Linked DNA regions of Gossypium hirsutum: region 1 is linked to region 2. The links are chromatin contacts, called in public Hi-C maps. All regions are on one chromosome and are shown on one strand. The core of a region is the stretch at or near the end of the contact, and the rest is flanking DNA. Distances in the headings are between cores, read along the strand shown. Region 1 holds the start of LOC107941659 (MLO-like protein 10). Region 2 has its middle 62 kb from the start of LOC121219633.

What was found. A called contact is a pair of places that touch in the nucleus more often than the background predicts.
Region 1: a contact with region 2 is called in a Hi-C map of leaf, with 4 times the contacts expected there. The contact joins the promoter of LOC107941659 here to the enhancer-like site in region 2. A contact is called at or near these places in 5 of 34 Hi-C or Micro-C datasets (callus, hypocotyl, leaf and 1 more).

Annotation. Positions count from the first base shown.
Region 1 is chrD07:39,992,290-39,997,309 of Gossypium_hirsutum_v2.1, forward strand. It overlaps LOC107941659 (MLO-like protein 10), which reads left to right and starts at 1,485. Exons shown (of 16, transcript XM_016875235.2): 1 at 1,485-1,876; 2 at 1,970-2,203; 3 at 2,433-2,490; 4 at 2,623-2,843; 5 at 3,865-3,981; 6 at 4,096-4,156; 7 at 4,289-4,377; 8 at 4,855-4,929; 9 at 5,014-5,020. The coding sequence starts at 2,012.
Region 2 is chrD07:39,890,781-39,895,535 of Gossypium_hirsutum_v2.1, forward strand. No RefSeq gene overlaps it. Among protein-coding and RNA genes, the nearest start is that of LOC121219633, 62 kb to the left of the region's middle. Within about 2 kb of position 2,066, at least 8 of the 9 cell types and tissues checked have an H3K27ac peak or open chromatin away from gene starts, as enhancers often do. A contact at or near this core is called in hypocotyl and leaf, where this site is marked.

The DNA of each region.
Region 1 (5,020 bases), core at 235-2,734, 100 kb after region 2:
TCCCTTAGAACTCTCAAATCTCTATGGTTGGTTGAATGGACAAAAGAAGAGAAAAAGCTTGATTTACATTAATGGATTTTGAAGAACTGTAAAATGAAATGGAGCAACGTGAAAGAAAAAGGGCGACATCTCAATTTCTTCTTCTTCTTCTTCTTCTTCTTCTTCTTCTTCTTCTTCTTCTTCTTCTTCTTCTTCTTCTTCTCTTTCTCTTCTTCTTCTACAGCCTAGTTAGAGTTCTTAATTTGGGGCTGCTTAAACGAAAACAAGCACTCCAACGTAGCCGGTCAGATGACAGGTCACTTTTTTGTTATGTCTGTAATGGGACATGGTTAGTAGGACTGATTTGTTATTTTTCAAAAGTTGAGTGACTGAATTGAAAGCATAGTGACTATTTTGTCAGCTACATCAAAGTTGAGTAACTGTTGGTGTAATTTACCCAAAAACAAATATATTCTCTCTTACCACTTCTTAAAGAAACCTTAGGCTCTTTGTTCTCGTCAGTGTGGTGGCTTTTATTCATTTTTTTCTCTATTATTTGATTTCCTTTCTTTTTGTTGTTTTTAGGCACAATAAGTTTCTAGACTTTGCTCCCTCTCTCTTATACAACCTTTGGCAATTTATTTGAAAGGCTTCTCTCTCCAGTCGCCTTGTGTGGGTTTTTTCCCTTTTTGTCCACAACATTGAGCTTGGTCTTCTTGTTTTCTTATCGGCGGCCCTGATTTTCTGACTAGTTGGTATCGACGCTTCTTTGATTCCTCGTTGGCCGGTGTTTAATAGATCTTAGGATACAATTGACTAGTTTTGCTCATCTAGTGATTGAGGTCACATCAATGGTTTTGGGTTTTTCTTTTGTCATCGTTTCCTAGCTAGTTCCATGGTGGTTAATGATGTTTTTTTTATGGCTAGCCATGGCATGGTCTCTGATCAAAGGCGTTATGGACATCAAGGGCAACCTCTTTTGTCTACGACTTCCTTAACATCCCGGACTGTTTCTCCCTCCTTTTTCCGGTGATGACAATGTGTAGAATAGTGATTAGGGTTTGCTGTTATGTTTGGGAGTGGTTTCCCTGACGACTTATAAGCCCATGAGTTCAATTGTTGTATTTTTTAAAATTTTGATCTGTCTCTTTCTTAACGAATACTTTATGTTTGTAAAAAATATATATAAATATCTTCAAACAGCTATGGTAAGTTGTAACCACTAGAGATATCCAAAGTCGTATTAAAAAATAAAAAGAAAAAGCAAAAAGCACCGGGAATTGACGGTTGACCAAGGCAAAGGGTGTGCATACCTGTATGACACTCGCAGCGACTTAGGCCACAATTGAGAATCAAACCAAAAAAAAAGAAAATAATAATTAATGATCATATATGTTTTCCAAATGAGAACCAATAATGAAAAAGAAAGAGCAGGTCAGCGGATTTGGGATGTAAATTCATAATGGATTTATTCATTGGACAACTTGTGTTGCCTAATATGTCTAGATTTGGACATATTCATTGCCTGCCTTAATCAATGCCATCCACCCAGCTACCACTTTCTACGCCTTTTTTTTTTTTATGTGAACTCAAAACTGAAATGTTGAAACTGACCAAATCGACATATAACATTAAAATTAATTGACTTCACTTCCTCTAAATATTTAGCTCAACCCAAAATCAACAAAAACGTATATCGTACTTTAGCTGCCTAACCTAAACATCATTCCAACTTATCTCTTTCAGGTACTGAGAATTGGGAACCGCGTTCATATTCATGGTTTTTGACTCAGTATCGGTGGTGCAGCAGAGCATAGGCCCCCATTTCTGAACCTTCTTTCTTTCTTCCTTCCAAATCTCCATTTATTTAGCACTCCCTTTAACAACACCAAAGCTTGTATTTTCTCTTCTCCTATTTAAGTAATTACCACCACTACTTTTTTGTTCTTAATTTCAGGAAACCCAAATTAATATTCTGTCTTCAATACAGATTGCATTCTTTTTGCTGTTTTGCTCTGTGAGAATATAAAAAATGAAGGGGGTGTTGCTGTGGTACTGTTCGTGGGTATGGTTAACAATGGAGGGAGGAAAGGTAATGGGGGCAACCGAGAGTTCAGGGGAGAGGAAGCTTGATCAGACACCTACATGGGCGGTGGCTGGGGTTTGTGCTGTTATCATCATCATTTCTATTGTCTTGGAAACAGTTCTTAACAAACTTGGAACGGTAATCCCTCTTTCCCTTTTCCTTGTTTTTTTTTGTCGGTTTTGAAATTAAATTCACTTTATTACTTCCTTTAAATTCTGTGTTTCTTTCTTCTTTATTTTCCTTCTTTTTGCAAAATAGTTCTGTACCAATAATGCAGTATTGTGTTATTATTTCATTGAACCATGTTGAGCTTTCACTAATACTGTATCTGCCACCCTAATTTCTTTTTTTCTTTTGTGGCATTTAGTGGTTCACAGAAAGGCACAAGAGTGCTCTGTTTGAAGCCCTGGACAAGGTTAAAGCTGGTAAGTCTTGTACACACAAGTTGCTTCTTGAATATTCTCCATTTCAATCCCACTGCTGCTTTTATGGTTTCTATAAGATGCCGCTGCTTTGTCCCAATAAAGAGTTTTTCACAATTGACATGATTATTGTAGAGCTGATGGTTCTGGGTTTCATTTCGCTGCTCCTCACTTTTGGCCAGAGCTATATTGCCAGAATTTGTATCCCTATAGATGTTGCGAATACCATGTTGCCTTGTAAATCTGATAGTGAGAAAGACACCTCTGAAAGCAGTGAAGAAGAACACCGTCGAAGACTGTTATGGTTTGACCGTAGATCTTTGTCTACTATTTCAACTGCTCCTAAATGCAAGGAGGTGAGCCTAGGCCAGCATCTATTCATATCCGTTTATTATCATTATAATGAACTAATTATTTGTTGAAAACTGGATGTTTTGATCCCACATGTGTTGCCAATTTTGTTTCCTCCTAGAAATTGTTTATTTGTGTTCATGTACAGAAAGAAAGTAAAACCATATGTCAACTAGCATCTAAAGTAATAATTTGTTTGCTACATAGAAAAAAATATTGACCTTTTCATGGGGAGAGGGGTTGCGTGCCAGGAAGACCAATGATAAAGCTATATGGAATTCAATATATCTAGAAACATATTGTCTGGTCTTGCCTTGACCTACTTAGGCTGAGTTCGGATGGGCGGTGCGTTTACCTGTGGTTAGTGTAAAAACAGCGGTGGCGGTAAGATTAGATACTGTAGTATGAGACAAAAAGTAGGCTAAACGCACCACACCGCACCCAATCGCCCATCCAAACCTACCCTTAGTCAGCCTTATTCTAAGTTCCATCACTGTATCATAGTTTGTCCACAGGCTTGTAAAATTTTGCCTGCCTCTCACAACAGCTTGAGGGAAAATGAAGTAGGGCTGTTCTGAAGAAAGATGCAACGAATAAGTTTAACCAAGTATGCCTACTTGAATTTTAAGTTTTCAGTTTTCATTTTTCCCCCTATTGAAATGAATTTCTAGTAGATTGTTGCTTCTGATTGCACCTAAAATGATATCCTTACTTGTGCTGATCCACCAGTGAGCACATTCAAGCTCTTATTTGCACAAGAATTGAGGTCACAAGCTAGGAATATTGAATCTGAGTCTCTTTTTTGTCATTCTACTTAAGTTTTGGTTTACAAGCTATTGAAGTGATGTTTGATCATTTACAGTTTCAAACTGGCGTTATAGATGGCATTTTTGTAATTTTTTCGAGGAAAAAAAAAGAAAAAGCCTTTTCTGGTTTAGTCTTCCTAATTACTTTTTTGTTCTTTTTCAATGCAACATTTTTTTCCTTGAATCAGTTGAACTGTAACTAACTGGGTTTTCTCTACAGGGGCATGAACCGCTCATATCGGTTGAAGGGTTGCATGAATTACACATCCTCATATTCTTCCTAGCTGTTTTTCATGTTTTATATAGTTTTGTTACTATGATGCTGGGGAGACTAAAGGTAATTAAATTGTCTTATCTGTGTTTCTTGTACATGATCTTCTTCCTCTGCTCCACACTGGACATATTCTTAAGGATAAGTATGTTCTTTTAAACTAAAACCTGCTTTGAACAGATTCGTGGCTGGAAGGTGTGGGAGCAGGAAACTCTATCTCATGACTATGAGTTTTCAAATGGTATATTTTCCACAATTATCAACTTCTAGTACATTTGATAGCTTTAAATCTTCTACTGTCAATCTTGAACTTTATTTCCTAACTTTACTGTTGAACCTTGGAAGCTGACTTGATGTGTGGTTGTTTTTGCAGATCCCTCTAGATTCAGGCTTACTCATGAGACATCTTTTGTAAAAGCTCACACCAGCTTTTGGACTAGGATTCCTTTCTTTTTTTACATTGTAAGTAATTATAGCTAGCAAAAATGGTACAATTTATTTAATAAGGTGGATTTTCATGTAACCAGATACTGACCAGAAAATTCTAGTGCAACCATTTTGGTTCTAGTTGTGACCTTAGGTGATGCACAAAGGTTCCATTGAAAAGAAATAGTTGTTCCACGTTAGAAATGACTGCATTTGGAAGACGTTGCACCGATTAATGAATAGAAATGAAAATTTGGGTGTGATTATCTTCTTGAATGCAGTGTAGTGGACTATGATAAATAAAGAAATTAAAAAGAATATTGAAGAGATTGCTGAAAGAATATGGGGACATTGCTGGAACTGAGGCAGATAAAGCTACTTGAGTTGATTTCTCAAAAGAAAAAAAACAGAACTTGCTTTACTTGAGTAATATTTGGTTCATTTCGTGGTTTTAGTATGTATTTCAATGTGCTACCTTTCTAGTTCAGTATTGATCTTAGACATTCATTGCAGGGGTGCTTCTTTCGACAATTTTTCAGGTCTGTTGGGAGGGTTGACTACTTGACATTGCGGAATGGATTCATCAACGTGAGTTTCTTTCAATTGCAAAGGCAACACAGTATATGATATTGGTTTGTCCTCCCTCCTGATTATTTCAACCTTGTCTTGTAGGTTCATT
Region 2 (4,755 bases), core at 816-3,315:
ATTCTGACCACTCTTCACTACGAATCAAATTTCTCATTTTACAGAATTCATTAAGGAGTCTAAGCATATAAATTTTATCTTATAATCATTTTTGTACAATTTATAATGATTTTCTAAAAACAGAACAGGGAATCTAGTAGTCATTTTGACTCAGCCCCACAATACTTCAAATATCTCAAGATCGGTAACTCTTTTGTTTTCATAGTTTCTTTTGTAAGAAAATAGACTCTTCAAGCTTTAATGGCATAATTCACTCAGCTTCTAATTCAACTCCTACAAATTATGGCGATTTTCCAAAATCACCTTACTGCTGCTGTCCCCAAACAAATTATTACCGAATCAAATACTAACATTAGCATTTCACCTTAATAGCTAGCTTGCCAAGCCTTAATTTAACATATTTTCATTCAATTTAGTCTAATAACGCATAAATGGGTAAATTACATTTTTACCCCTAATATTTCGCACTTTCACAATTTAGTCTCTATTCCACAAAACACAAAATACACAAAGTTTGGTCACACTCCTTAAGGGCCGAATCTTCCTAGTGCCCATATAAGTCCATACATCTCATTTATTTCACCTTTGAGTCCTTCAAAAATTTGTTTTTGTAATTTAGCCCTAACTACTCAAAATCACCAAAAACTTCAACACAAAACATATTAATCTTTAACATATCTTTCACTTTTCATCAACAACTATCAAAAAGCTCAAGCACTCATCAATGGCAAAACACAAAATCATCATCAATCCACAAAATTGAACCATGGGTTTTTTTGAACTCAAGTCAACTACTAAAACATGCATGCATCTCAAGAACAACATCAAACATACCTTAGTCTAGCAAATCACCATAGCCGATTTTCTCAAGCTCTTCCCCTTCCTTTCTTTCCTCTATTCGGCCAAAGGTGTTCAAGAATGAACACACATTTTTTTTGTTTTCTTTCCTCAACTCACGGCAACAAGGGGGGGTATGGATGAGACCATTTTTTTTTTCATCACCCTTCCTTTTCATTGTTTAATTCCTTTCTTTAATTTATTTTAATTATCATGCTTAATATTTTATTTTCCTTACCATACATCACTAACACAACATGTTGGTGACATGTTTCCACCCATAGCATGGCCGGCCACTACATATTAGGGAGGGGGAATTTGACATGCAAGTCCCCTTTTTCTTCCACATGCACTAATAGGTCCTCATGCATTGACCTATCACATTTTAAAATTTTCTCATATAAGTCCTATTGACTAAATTCACATGCAATCGACTAAATCGAAGCTTGAAATTTTCACACATTCATTATTACATATTCTAGATAATAAACATCACATTCAAACCTTTCGGTGACTCGGTTTAGCGGTCCCGAAACCACTTCCTGACTAGGGTCAATTTTGGGCTGTCACACCTTGAGGGGTTTGCTAAAGATGAAAGTTGTGGACAAGCTAGACGGCTACTTAGGTCTTCCCATCCCTGTGGCTAAAAAGAAATCGAGCATCTTCCAAAATATCGTGGACCATATTGCGAGCAGAATTAATAGCTGGTCGAAGTATCTTTTATCGAAGGGTGGCAAGGAGATTTTTATTAAGTCTATTGTCCAAGCAATCCCGACTCATGCTTTCTTGGTCTTTATGGCTCCAAAAGGGGTGATTGAGGAGATCCAATCCATGATGTGTCAGGTCTGGTGGGGAGGGAGGGAGAGGAATAGGGGCTAGAGCATGTTGCCTTGGGACCGACTGTGTCATCCCAAAGTGAGCGGCCTTGGTTTCAGGGATTTAAGGTTGTTTAATGTTGCTCTATTGGGAAGGCAGGTGTGGCGCCTCATTCAGTGTAAGGACACTCTTTGCTATAAGGTCTTAAGTGCAAAGTATTTCCCTGATGGCAACGTCTTCCTCCCTAAGTGCATGGATAAACCCTTCTATAAGTGGTAGAGTAATGCTCAGGCCATTAAACTTCTTACCGAGGGTTTTGTGTGGACTGTCGGTAATGGTAAGAGTATTAGAATTTGGCATGACAACTGGGGCTTTGAAGGACTGTCGGGCAAGTCTATCTACATTGACAAAAGCTGGGTTAAAGAGGGTTTCGTAAGGGATCTATTCAACGAGAGCCAAGACGGCTGGGACAAGGATAGGGTGTCGAATATTTATGGGGAAAATATGGGGGACAAAAATTTGCAATATCCCCATTCTTAATGATGGTCTGGAAGATCGACGTACTTGGTTCCATAATCCTCATGGGGTGTTTTCTAAATCTGCATACCTATGGCTAATCCTCAAATAGATCGGGTTCGATCCTCATATGATTTTCTGGCGAATCATCTATAGGCTTAAAACACTCCCGAAAATTTGCATATTTTGCTAGAGACTCGGCCATAACATCTGCCAATGTATGAAAAATATCTAGTATCCAGAGTGGCTTCAACGAACCTTATCCAAGATGAAGGAAAGAGAGGGAAACCCTCATGCTTGCATTGAAAAATTTTCCGAAGGCTCGCAAGGTGCTAGATTTTGGTGGTTTTGGTAATAAGCTCCTAAACGAAAATTATCTCCGATGTGTTGACTGGATTGAGGATGTTGCGAGAGTGCTGGACATCAAGGCGATCTCTGATTTCATCATCGTTCTCTAGAATGTGTGGAACAGCAAAAATAACAAAATCTTCAAGGGAGTCAAGGATGATGCTAAGGTGACCTAGGAACGGGCAGCGGCGTTGCGCAGGGATTTTCAAAATTTTAACTTCATGGAGGACCCGCTGCTCCCGAGAAAGCCTGACAAAATAGTCTGGAAAAAATTGCATCAGGGGATGATCAAAATTAACTTCGGGGCCATTGTTTATGAAAAGAAGGCGTACTACGGTTTGGTGGCAAGGGATGCTGATGGTTTTGTTCATGGCGGGCAGATGGGCCATATGAATAAGGAGTTGCATATTGAGTGGGCGGAACTGCAGGCTATGGAGGATAGCATTAAATTCGCTCGGTCAAATAATTGGGAAAATGTGAAATTGGAGTCTGACTGCGCAAGCCTTCTTAATCGTTTCAACAGGAGGCAGGAAGATCTGACGATGTTGGGCCACCGCCTGCGGGAAATCCAGAAGCAAACCCATTTTTTATTCAGTTTACTTTTATCTGGGCCCCACGCAGTTGTAATAAAGCTACTGATGTTCTTTGTACTTGGGCCAAAACTAATAATTGTTCTATGAATTTTAATATGGATTACCCTTCGGATATCCATGAAATTGTATTGAATGTTGCTATTAATTAAAGTTTGACCTTGGGATCTTTTTATCAAAAAAAATTTCACTGAAAATAGGCTGGTACACTTTTTGCGAGCTTTGGAAAAGAAGGAATGGTAAGAATGGAAAACTCTGAATGATTGATATATATCTATATGGCAAACTTTGAAGGAATGGAACATATGGTGAGCCTTGAAGGAATGGTTCTATTGAAATATTTTTGTGTGGCCAACATAAACTTAATACATGAATATCGAAATGGGTCATGCCGTAATGAGTTACAACTTCAAGTATGAGTCAAATGGACTTGAAGATCAAGTCGATTAACAGTATTTAATTTGTATGAAACTTAGAACGAGAATGGCTAAGGGACCTTAGAAAGGGATAAGTAGAGAATGTAAGTAATATATCGATAGACAAAGGGAGGAGCAGGATTTAAAGGTAAGGTATGATGTCTACGATACGAAGGATAGAAATTGTACTCGCCAAAGACAAAACATTGAATGAAGAACAATGATAGGCTCAACGAAGTTCTCAAACGTGTTGCATAAGTGTGAAATAGGTAAATGGAGTTTAAACTCACCAAGTTCTTGGAAAGATGGAAATGTGAAAGTGTACACAATCGCAACAAGTAATAAAGTGACAAGTAAATGTCAAGTTATCGTACCCACAAGGACTGTGAAAAAAAATATTTACGAAATGTAAATCAAACACTTTGGTGATTGAAAATATTTTAATCTTGAGGAAGTGATTAAAAACTAAAATTTCAATAACTAAAATAAAATAAAATAAAAATAAAAATTTCAATGCACGATTTCAAAGGATGGTTTTCATTAAGATGACATAATTCTGTTAGATTAATTTCATTCTTTAACTTAGAATTACTAAACTCATGTTAATGTTGTTATGAATATTTTCACGGCAATTTGGTAATTTGCTAACTACTACTCATACGTACTTACTAAATTAACTAATCTCTTGAACATTTTTCAATGCAAATTCAAACAATTAATGAATCTTCATAAGAACATAAAAGATTAAGTGAGGTAACAATATATTTATACATTTAAACAATTTAATCATAATAATCTTTTGAGTTATGCAAGGCTAATGTACCGTTTAATACCGTCGCTAACTTAACCTTCAGCTACCTTAGAATATTAAATATGCACCAATTAAATATTGTGTCAATTAATTATAATTTCAATACATTTAATAATTAATTCATTCGTTACCTTGCATTTTATAATGCAAGTATAACATAAGCATGATTTTATTTAATTGAATAACTTACCAAGGCCTCTAACAACACAAACATGATTTTAATAATTTAAGTGAATAGAATGCAATCAATATAACATGAATTACTTTAAGTCATTTTAATTAGAACAAGAACAACAACAAAAAAAATTAATCATATTCATCATCACAATGTAAACAATAAAATTAAAGATAAGGAACTAGGGAGCAAATCCATGTTTTCTTTGAAGCTAGACTAGTGCGCTCCTCTTCTACTCTACTCGTT